2 separate regions of the Hordeum vulgare genome follow, and region 2 is linked to region 1. Evidence: chromatin contacts called from public Hi-C data. All regions are on one chromosome and are shown on one strand. Each heading gives the region's core, a stretch centred on a gene start, on an enhancer-like site or on the middle of the called end of the contact. The rest is flanking DNA. Distances are from core to core; before and after follow the strand shown.

Region 1 (5,891 bases), core at 2,470-4,969:
CTCCGCGTTCAGTACACGTATAGCTCAATGACGATCCCCGCCTTCTTGATCCAGCAAGAGGGGCAGAGAGGTAGATGAGTTCTCCAGCACGATGACATGGTGGTGGTGGTGGATCTATTCCAGCAGGGCTTCGCCTAAGCACCGCTGAAACTAGACTAGAGGAGAAACATATCTAGAGAGAGAGGGCAACACGTGGCTGATTTGTTGTGTGTCAAAAACCCTCAATACCTCTATTATATATAGGAGGGAGGGAGGGGAGGAGGCAGCCTCAAACCCTCAATGTTTGGCCGAAATTGGAGGCGGAGGGGTCCTACTCCAATCCTACTAGGAGTATGATTCCTCCTCTCCACTTGGAAACCCATTCCACCTTTGGGTTTTTTTCCTTCTCAAACCTCATGGGCCTTAGTGGGAGCTTATGTCAGCCCACTAGGGGCTGGTTTGTATCCTGCCATAGCCCATAAGGCCCCTCGGGGTGTGACACCCCTCCCGATGGTCCCCGGTACCTCCCAACACTCCCGATACACTACCGATGAGCCTGAAACTTTTCCGGTGACCAAAACAGGATATATATATATATATATATATATATATATATATATATGTCAATTTTTACCTCCGGACCATTTCGGAGCTCCTCGTGGCGTCCGGGATCTCATCCGGGACTCCGAACAACTTTATATTACCAACACCTATAACTCAACTATACCGAAACGTCACCGAACCTTTAAGTGTGCAAACACTGCGGGTTCGAGAACTATGCAGACATGACCGAGACACCTATACGGTCAATAACCAATAGCAGGACATGGATGCCCATATTGGCTCCTACATATTCTACGAAGATCTTTATCGGTTAAACCTCTATGTCAATGATTCAGTTAATCCCGTATGTTGTGCCCTTTGTCCTTCGGTATGTTACTTGCCCGAGATTCGATCGTCGGTATCTCTATACCTAGTTCAATCCCGTTATCGGCAAGTCTCTTTACTCGTTCCGTAATACAAGATCTCGTGGCTAACTCCTTAGTCACATTGCTTGCAAGGCTTATTGTGATGTTGTATTACCGAGTGGGCCCCGAGATACCTCTCCGTCATACGGAGTGACAAATCTCAGTCTCGATTCACGCCAACCCAACAGACACCTTCGGAGATACCTGTAGAGCACCTTTATAGTCACCTAGTAACGTTGCGACGTTGATACACACAAAGTATTCCTCCGGTGTCCGGGAGTTGCATGATTTCATGGTCATAGCAACGATACATTGACATGCAGAAAAACAGTAGCAATAAACTATCATGATCATATGCTACGTTTATAGTTTGGGTCTTGTCCATCACATCATTCTCCTAATGATGTGATACCGTTATCAAGTGACAACACTTGCCTATGGCGAGGAAACCTTGACCATCTTTGATCAACGAGCTAGTCAACTAGAGGCTCACTAGGGACAATGTGTTGTCTATATATCCACACATGTATTTGAGTTTCCAATCAATACAATTCTAGCATGGATAATAAACGATTATCATGAACAAGGAAATATAATAATAACCAATTTATTATTGCTTCTAGGGCATATTTTCAACACTCACAAAAATATATAGACCATCAAATAGTTTTCCAGCCCTAGCTATACAAAATGTACGTCGTCATCATCATCGTCGTCGTCGTCGTCGCCATCGCCATCGCCATCGCCATCGGGGATCATGCATGCTCAAAGGCAACACTACTCTAGTAGTAGTACTTTCCCAGTCGGCTCCCGAGCCACAGCACCCTGTGAGTGTTTGCCATGGCAACGAACCCAACACCCTGGGCCTTGTTGTCAAGCAGGTGGCCGAGAGCTGCCATGAGATCCTCGTCGTTGAAGCCACCCTGGGTCATGACAACACCATACAGGTCAGGGTGGACGTCGAGGGGCTTGCACTCCCTGATGGCTGTTGCCACCTCCTTCAGCGCCTCAGTCATGGCGAGTCCTGGACAAACGATGGAGGAAACTGGATGTCCGATAGAACAAGGGCCCGACAAAGATCTTGCGTCCGTGTGGTCATGTCCTATAATCGTAGCACGCATTGACAGTAAGCATAGCACAAAACACACCAGACAATCCATGAAAGCAGGAGCATACATGTACATACTAAGCATACCGCACAATCTATGAGAACGAACATACATCTACAACAAACAACATGCTACAAATGAACCACCAATAGCTACAAATCACAGATCTAAGCACGAATTAACACAAGCACAAGGTTCAACTTCAAACTCTACTACTAATCTAGCCTATCACATGCTTGAACATCTAACCCTACCACAAATTGCAACCGCAACATAGCAATCAATGATACGAGCTCACAGATCAGAGCATTAATCAACCATGCATGCACATCAAACCCTAGCTGCAGCTGAGATCTAGCTCGAAGGAACAGAGAGAAAGGGGGATTGAACTCACATATCCCATGGATGCAGCTCGAGGACGAGGGGGGAACGGTCGTAGAAGATCACCGCCAGCCGGTGAAGGACCGCCGACGCCGTGGACCGCCGACCGATGAAGATGTGTCGCTTACCTGCTCGTCGATGCCGATGCGCGTCGGCAAGAAAGCTCGAAAGGGAGGACAATGGTGACGGAAGTTGGGGGGGGGGGGTGAGGGAGGGGGCTAAATAGGGGCGGACTCAGCGGGAGGCGAGCCGAAATTCTCTCGCCGATTTTTCGGCGACGCGGGCAAGCTCGCGCTATCTCCCTGGTCGCACGAGGAGAGAAACGCGTCGCCCGAACCAGGCTCGCGAGCTACTGCCAATTCGGACGTTTTCCTTCGACCTGACCTGAAACTGCTTTAACGTTCGTGCCATGCGGACCGCACGCAACCAAAAAAACCATTCCGAAGAAGACAGCCCCACTAAGGAACACACGCACCAACACACGTACACCTGGTCCCGGACGAACCAAAACCATCCATCCATTCCAGCAGCGCAAGGATCAGACGACAGGACGCCGCGAAAGCAACCACCGAACCGAACCTAGGCCACGCCTCCCTCCCCCACCCAGACCCAAGTTAACGCCGCCCGCGCCTCCGTCTCTACACCGCACCTAACCCAGCCCCACCACCCCGCACCCTCGACGGCGCACACGCGACACGCACGCGCCTCGTCCCCACCCCGGCCCCGCCTCGCATCGCGCGGCGGCCGCCTTCGCGAGAACGCCGCAAGTCGGCAGAGGAAATAGAAAGAAGGAAAAAAGAAAAAAAAAAGCTGCGGCCCGCTCGCCCGCTGCTGACGAAGAGAGAAGGATACAGCCGGCCGGCTGTTTCTCCTTCCGTAAAACGCCGGTAAAATCCCCGTTGACGCGGCCGCCGCCAGCCAGCCATCCAGCCGATCGCCCCCGCCGCTCCCCCATATATAAATAAGCGCGCCTCCCCTCCCCTCCCCTCCCCCACCACCAACCTCGCGATCCGTAAACGGAAACAAAACCACAGCCCCGCGCGAGTCCCCCGTGGCCTCCCTCCCCCCCTCGTCACGCCTCCGCGCCCGCACCCTCCCCGTCGCGAAATTACGCTTCGCCCCTCGCCCGCCGCGGGGATCCGCACGCCTCCCCGCCGCCATGGTCGACACCAGGCGGAGCTCCGCGGGGAAGCGCCGGGCCCCGTCGGAGGAGGCCTCGCCCCCGACGCCCCCGCCCGCCGCGGCCTCGGACGCGGGCGCGGGCGCGGGCGATGCGGCGGGGGCGTCGGCGCCCGCGGCGGAGGCCGCCTCCTCGCCGCCCCCGCGGAGCCGCTCGGCCAAGCGGGCCAAGGTCGCGGTCTGTTCCCCTGTTTTTATGTCGCCGATGATTCCCGGGAACCGATTGATCTGATTGATTATTCGTTGCTGTGCGGTGGTGGTGGCAGGGCAAGGCGACGGTTCTGGTGTCGGGCCCCGTGATGGAGGCCGCCGCCAAGGCAGCGGGCCGCGCGATCGACAACTCGCAGCTGAGCGTGCCGGCCGCGGAGAGGTCCGCCGGGGCCGTTGCCGCGTCGTCCACGGTGTCCAATTCAGGAGGTGCGCGCTGTTGTGTTCTGAGTTCACGGTTCATTTCAGAGGGGGCTACTAGGGTTTGGTTTTAGCTCGGGGGAGGTTTTTGATTGCGCTTATTGTTTTGCTGGTTCAGCGAGGAAGAAGAGGACGCCCAGGCGTCTGCCTCCGTCCGACGAGACGACCGCGGAAGAGATGACCCAGTGGAAGACGAGGCGCGGGGCTGCCAGTAGCCAGACTCATGCTTGGGCCAGACTGATTTCCCAATCTTCCCAGGTCTGTTGTTTAGGAGAACTCATTCATGTGAGGAACAGTGCCACAATTCTATTTGGTTTTGTGACCGCATAGCATCTAATCAAGTTATTTGGCGGACAATTGAACTGCTGTAGCCTTCCTAGTAGCTATCAAACACCACCAACATATTGGTATACATAGCAGATTTTAATTCAAAATTCATTTTCGTTACAAATCTTTGTCTTGAATGGGTCATGATATATGTCTGCCAAAGCGCTATTGTGAATCATCTGTCATATAACTCTTCATGCATGGATTTAGTTGGCAACACAGGACCATTATGTGCTCTTGGAAATGGAGCAAAGAACCGTTCCATCTGAGTTATCCAAAAATCAGAGAACAGTGACTAGTTATTCTTGTTTTTCTATTGATTGCTGGCTTCTATACATTATCTACTTCCTGTCATTAATTTGGCCCGACGTGTATACCACCTTTGTCAGAGTTATATTAAGCATTGTGATTTTTGTGAATGTGGGTTTTGTAATCTTGCGCTAGTAACTGTTCAGTAATTTTAAAATCATCATTCTGATATTTATCTTCAGTTTCCAGTCTCCTGCATTCACAACTATAGGATTGTTATTGTCTGTCTGCTCAAATTTAAGCGTACTAATCTAATATAAATATATAACTTGCGCGATCATCTTATTTGTCAAATCTTGTAACGTTTTTTTCTCCGGTTTTGAGTAGGAATCTACTCTGAAACTGTATGCAGGTCCATTTGGACCATTTGATCCAGATGAGTCACATTGGATCAAGGGCGATCCCTGTTGTTGGTGCATACATGCATAACAAATAGCATTTCTCAGTTACTTGTTTTTGAGTTGTTCACATCTGTTTTTTGTAACCGCGTCAAATAGCCTTACCATTTTGTCAATTCCCCACTTAGTTCTGTAGTATTGGTTATTTAGTCTTAGCATTTACTAATTTTAAACAATTATCTTTGCTAATGATTATATTCTTCTTTCTGCTGTTCAGTATCCCACGGTTCCTATTTACGCCTCCTATTTCACTGTTGGCCATGGTGGTAAACATGATTTGAAACTGACGGACGCATTATCTGGATCACTTGTTTGCAGACTGAGGCATGTTAGGGTATGGTTGCATTCTTAATTTTATTAATTTAATAGTACTCTGTTCTTCCTGCACTCATCATTTTGAGGATTTCACTATCAATTTTGACCTGTTTACCAGAGGGGTGCTGCCCTTGAGGTATCTATATCCAAAGTTGTCCATGTAAATGGGAAGGCCTTAGACAAGGCTGCTAAAGTCACCTTGATTGGAGGCGATGAAGTTGTTTTTAGTTCACTTCGGCGGCATGCTTATGTATCCTTTTTTTGCGACAGACCACTTTCTTAGTACACGTGTTTGCTCCTATTTGCATTACAGTTATGTTTGGATGTTTTTGCCACTTTGCTTTGTTAAGCAAGACTAGCAATGTTTGGTTCTCCTGCCTTGCAAGTGAAATGAGATTGTGCTTTCTATGATAGTATAATTTATTGCTCAAAATATTGTATGTATTTATATTGGAAATTACGTAGTGGACTACATCAGGAAAAACTTTACAGGCTAACAATACCCACATGGAAGAATT
Region 2 (5,942 bases), core at 943-3,442, 320 kb before region 1:
AATACAAATCCAATAATAGGAGTATAATTTTTGTTGACATGCATTGACATTTATTAGTTAAATCATTGATCAAATTTTGACACAGATTACAAAGGGACCAATAAACCAGGACAGAAGTAGTAATTCCATAACAGTTTCGACAGACGAAGACATCTCACAGTACAAGTAGAGTAGACATAATTAACCCGGTAATGCTTGCCACAAAGGATAAATCAGTCGTGACCACAAGCTGTGCGGTCCCAAAGAGCACCAGGAGACAGAACAAAATACTCCATCTCAAGATTAAGCCACTTTTTTATGCTGGTTTTCGTCTGGTTTTCTTTTAATAAATCAAGCAGTTCGTGTCCTCATACCATGTTCTTTTTTACAATGAATATAACAGCTTTCTTGTCGTTCAAAAAAAAAGATTAAGCCATTTTGTTTTATTCACAGCACACACTCGATGTTACGGCTACCAACGCTGAAACGTTTGGACATGCGCTTGATAAACTGGAGAGGACCCTCATCATCATTTCTGCGCTTCACCTCCAGGCCGGTGAGGACAGCACACTCCCTGCCAAACGTGTCTTCATAATCTGAATCTGAACAGTAGGGTGACATACCACAGGTGCGCAGCACGGTCCTAAACAAGGTGGCAACACAAAACTTGCCTGAGCCAAGGCTGAAGAGGTGCAGCTGGGATGGCGTCCAGCCGTCCACGGTTCTTCCTCGGGCAGATCAAGATAATCCCAAGTATGATGCACCTTGGGTGGCTGCCCAGAGACTATTGCTGAGAGATCAAAAGCACATAGGCTTGAGAAGGGGTTGCAGGCTGAGAGGCCAAACCAGAAGTCGAGCTCGGGGACATACTCAGCTCTGCCAAAGAATGGAAGTGCCCAGTGAGCAGCTTGGCTCCATGTCTCGTTCACTGTGTCAAAGGTGTAGGTGCCTATGGCCTTTTCCGGAGATGAAATGCATATGGTGGAACCATCAACCACAGCATAAGAATGCAAGTCGGGGGCTTTTTTCTGGATTGCTGAAAAATGGCGGCGGGGGCAGAGTTTCCCAGCTCCATCCCTCGAGAACAGACGGGTTTCTGCGGTTAGAGAGGACTTCAAACTTCAAAGCAGGAACCGGTATCGGCAGCGGGGGAGAGGTCCAAGACGTACAACGACGTAGGTTTGAGACCGGCTTGGGTTATGGGGAGAGTGATGACATTCTGCATCTTGCGTGAATTGGGAGGAGCGGATGGATCGAAGATTTTCAAGTCAACGTTACACAGTGCGGTCCGACAATTACTGTCAGAGGCTCAGAGTAAAGGATGTTGCTCTCGCCTCCCAGTAGAGAGAACAAGCGCACGTCGGTCTTGTTTTTGATACTGGGCGATGCTTGGAAATTCATCGCTGGCGGAGGCGATCTTTTCCAGCCGCCCATCGCTGCCAACTCCCCAAGGCTGCTGCTATTCATCTTCTCCCCTGCAGCTGCAGGGTGTGCTGCTAGTTGTGCTACTATTTCGGTGTCTTGGTAGAAGAGGTGCTTGCGGACATCGATACGGCACAGCGAATAGATGCGACTTACTGAAGTCATGCACTATCACATTCAAATACCGACGACTCATACTGTCACCTGAATCTCAAAAGAAAGATGGAGAACGAATATCAGGCTGAGATATCGGATTACTGCAAAACATCAGCCAAAAGTGCAGATTGAAATGAAAAATGCACTCACCACATGCGGAAAAAAAAAACACTAGGAGTATTAGCTTCCTGTTCTCTAGAATATTCAGATGGCCTGGGGAGGCTCTCGCCCAAGGATACCAGAAGCTGTTGAGGGGGTGTTTCTTTTTGCTGTAGGGACTATTTTTAGTGCCATGTGAAGAATCATGAGGTACTTTTAGGGATTAAAAGGGGTATTTGAGACAAAAGAAAGAAGTCTCTATGGGAGGGTCTTTTTAAGACTTTTTGACACTTTTTTCAACAATATTCCTACTTTTAGCATGTCATTTAATAACTTCTAACACATTACTAGGGATAAAATGGTCTTTTTGTATGTCATTTAATGACCTCTAGTTCCTGAAAAAAAAGATAAGGACTAAGAACTTTTTAGTGAAGACTAAAAAAGTGATAGGACTTTTTAAAAAAACAGGGCCGGCGGCGATGCAAGGCAGGATGGAGTCGTCAAATCTGGAAGGAAGGCACAGAGGTGCTCCACATTGTCCCTGGGGTCGGGCCGGCAAGGTGCTCCACATTTTTTAATGGTCCCGCCCATAAAGCGGAATGCAGCAGTGTGGTTTCTTCAGTTTAGGTAACATGCTATAAGTTCTCAGGAATATCCTATTTGCCGCTCTATGCGTCAACCAGTCGGCGTTTCGCACACACAGTGATCGAGCAGCGATGCAATGGGCCGGCCCATATAACTGCTCCAGCGTTCCGGTTTTGGGAAACTAGGTTCCAACCGATTTTTTCTGGTTTTGAGAAACTTTTAGAAGATTTCCTGAATCGTTTTTTTTCCTTTCTGTTTTTTTTTCTATTTCTGATTTAGATAATGTTCTTCAAATTCGAAAAATATTCTTGCTTTTCAAAAAAATTGTTTTGGATTTTCAATTTTTTTTTGGATTTTGAATTTTTTTTTTGGATTTTCAAAAAGGGTTCTTGATTTAAAAAAAATGAATTTTCGAAAAATGTTCCGGAATTTGAGAAAAATGTTCAGACATTTGAATAAAAACAATAATGAATTTGAAAAATTGTTTTGCAATTTGAACAAAATGTTTTGAAATTTCAAAAATGTTTTGGAATTTTAAAAATGTTCAGGAATTTAAAAAATGTTTCGTAATTTTGAAAAATTGTTCCAGAATTTAAAACAATATTCCTGAATTTTTATCTAAATGTTTAGAATTTTTCAAAAAAATGTACCAAAATTTGAAAAAAATGTTTTGGAATTTTTATCTAAATGCTTCGGATTTTATCCTTTGTTTTCTGTTAGTGGGCCGGCCCAGTCGCGATTCCTTTGTGCATCCAATAGGACCTCCCAGAAGTTCATACTTATAGACATTGGTCCCAGTTAAAATAAAACTTCGCGAGATTGTCTAAAAAAACATGCTAGAAGCTTCCATCGCTTCGTTTTTGGTTTTTCTATCTTTTTTTTGTTTGGGCCGATTTTGTTTCACCTTTTATTTTAATTTCATTCTTTTTGTCTTTTAATTGTGCAAACTTTTCAGATTTGTTATTTTTTTCAAATTTGTAAAAAATAATATTTAAAAAGAATAAACTATTCAAATTCGTAAAAAAACAATATGCTTTTTAAAACTTCATTTTTTTTTCAATTTCATGAAGTTTTTCAGTACTCATGAACTTATTTGGAATCAAGTTTGTGGATTTTTTGTTGAAGTCCGCTTTTTAAAGTCAATGGTCAATGTTAAGCGGTTAAAGGTCAACAACCAAAAGGTCGGCTGGCTACATGGTTGACTTTTCGGGAGCTTCTGTGGTGGTGGTGGTGACCACAACTCTTGGTTGTGTAAGATGAAAGAGGTCTAATGGCGGGAGGCTCTGGCCAGCTTCGACAGAGCCAGATCTGGTGTGGTGATGCTCACCCTCATTGTGCTAGTTACGGACGCCTCTGGTGGTATAGGCCTATCTTCGAGCGAAAGCTTGACGATTGACGCCGGCAACGACGACGTCCGTGGGTGTCGTTCTCTTTCTTAAGGACATCGTCGTGTTGATGTCTAAGAACCGGACATTGGATTGTCAGCTACAACCCTTTGTGAGTTCGGACATGGACTAAATGCTCTAGCTTCCTAAGTCACGAACAATTGATAGAAGAAGAAAGAGGAATCGAACATGTCGGAGTACCCAGGTTCAGGCCGTCGTGTCGGTGTAATACTCTACTCCTGCTCTGTGGGATATTTTAATGGTAGTTGGCTACGATGTGTATGTTTTCTGAATGAATCTTCCCTCCTCTGAGGCCGCAATCCTCTCCTATTTATTCAGCAAAAATGCTACACCTACGAATTTGTAGGTGAATTACTTACGAAAGGAAGGTTTCCTTCCCAAACCTCCACTACCCCCCTGATTTTCAGGGTGGGGCCCTGCCGTATCCAATCAACCAAGCCCACATCATCACCTACGTAAGATTTCGTAGAAAGTCTACGTAAGTCTAGCAAAGCTCTTCAGCAAAAATGCTACACCTACGAATTTGTAGGTGAATTACTTACGAAAGGAAGGTCTCCTTCCCAAACCTCCACTAATCCCCCCCCCCTGATTTTCAGGGTGGGGCCTGTCGTATCCAATCAACCAAGCCCACATCATCACCTACATAAGATTTCGTAGAAAGTCTACGTAAGTCTAGCAAAGCTCCTTATTCAGCTTCCCGCAAGGCCCTTGCGTGGTTCCTCACGAGTAATGCTACACCTACAAAGGCTTACGTAAAGATTTTACGTATAAACTGATGTGTAAGATTGTGATTGGTAACTGAGGGATGAGGGGCCCCACCCTCACTGAAAATCAGGGGGAAGAGAAGAGTTAGTTTGGAAGGTTAAGTAAACCTTTGTAAGTTTTTATATGTCTAGCATTATTGGGTTCCTCACCGTCCAAATTTAACATAGGGTAGGCTAGATTAGCTTGTACGAGCGCAGTATGGTCTTTTGTCGGACGTACGTGCGTGCAACGATGATGGCTTCCGAAGCATCGTAGTGTCCCACACACATACCAATGCATCCCTCCTCGTACAAAGTGGGTAGCATCAGGGTACTGCTCCTGTAGCAACGTATGGAGTAGGTAATTAAACTGCCATGTAGTCATTGTGGGTGATCTCGCTCCAACGGGGGTACGTCTTGCCGGAGCCCATGCATGCTGATCGGTCAGTCACCTCCCGTCCTTCTGTTGACGCCCATAGCAATGAACGAGGAGCGGGGCACCGTCCCTCGTTGGCCGATTTTTTCTTCTAACCTTTAGTGTAAAGAAAACGCAAATCTGACCCTAGTTTAAAAATACGTTCAAAATTGACCTCTTTACGTGACGCCAACGTCCCTGACGTCTGGGTTGCACTGGAGACGCTAGGGACTGGCTGGGCCCAGTCGATCAGCCTGCCGTTGACCAGATGATGTGGCGAAGGGGCCAGACCAGACGTCAGGGTCCGTGTTGTCTCATAAGTCTAATTTAGTGCAAACCTACTGGTGTCTGTTGTGCGCACCTAGACGCCAGAGTCCCTAGCGTCTCATATGTCCAATTTAGTGCAAACCTACTGGTTTCTGTTGTGCGCACCCAGACGTCAGGGACCCTGGCGTCTGGTCCTGGCCACATGACCAGACGCCACGGTTCCTGTCGTCTGGGTCCTGAACCCAACTAGACTATGTGGTGGACTGTTGGTGTGGGTCCCACCACACTCACTTTCCCCTATCATTGCTGCTTCATTTCTGCTCTCCTCCTATCCCCTTCCCCTCAAGACCCCCATCGAATCCGAGCAAGAAGGTGATTCCCTAACATAAACATGTCCATAAACTTTGTTCCTTATAGTATTCTCCTTCGATTCATCCAATTTTTTTTGTTGAACCTCCTTATTATGATACATTTTGTACATCTTACATTTTTACATCTTAGAGAAACCCTAGCTAAATTTAGTGTGTATTGAGTAGTTAGTGTGTATTGAGTAGTCATTTTATGAAATACAGGATGAGACCGTTCATTTACGTTGATGCTTCTGCTGAGGCGGCGACGAAGCGTGAACGCGAATTTATTAAGGAAAAAATGACCTACTGGGTGGCAGCCGTTGATGCGTTGAATGCGGCGTGTAGAGCCTTTTCAAACTACTGTTTCTATAAGGACGTTGCCAAAAGAATAATTGACAAAAAAGAGAGCGAGATCAAGAAGCTGGAGAAGAGGGAAAAATATTGTCGGCGTGATCTTGCAATCCAAGTTGCATTGTGTGCAACAAGGGAAGAACATCAACAGTTTAACATTCACAACCAT

What was found. A called contact is a pair of places that touch in the nucleus more often than the background predicts.
Region 2: a Hi-C map of seedling shows a contact between it and region 1, with 2.3 times the contacts expected there. The contact joins the enhancer-like site here to the promoter of LOC123424769 in region 1.

Annotation. Positions count from the first base shown.
Region 1 is chr2H:44,501,521-44,507,411 of MorexV3_pseudomolecules_assembly, reverse strand. It overlaps LOC123424769, which reads left to right and starts at 3,719. Exons shown (of 28, transcript XM_045108451.1): 1 at 3,719-3,788; 2 at 3,883-4,033; 3 at 4,143-4,282; 4 at 5,276-5,392; 5 at 5,492-5,623. The coding sequence starts at 3,916.
Region 2 is chr2H:44,816,976-44,822,917 of MorexV3_pseudomolecules_assembly, reverse strand. No RefSeq gene overlaps it. Among protein-coding and RNA genes, the nearest start is that of LOC123424772, 20 kb to the left of the region's middle. Within about 2 kb of position 2,192, at least 3 of the 3 cell types and tissues checked have open chromatin away from gene starts, as enhancers often do. A contact at or near this core is called in seedling, where this site is marked.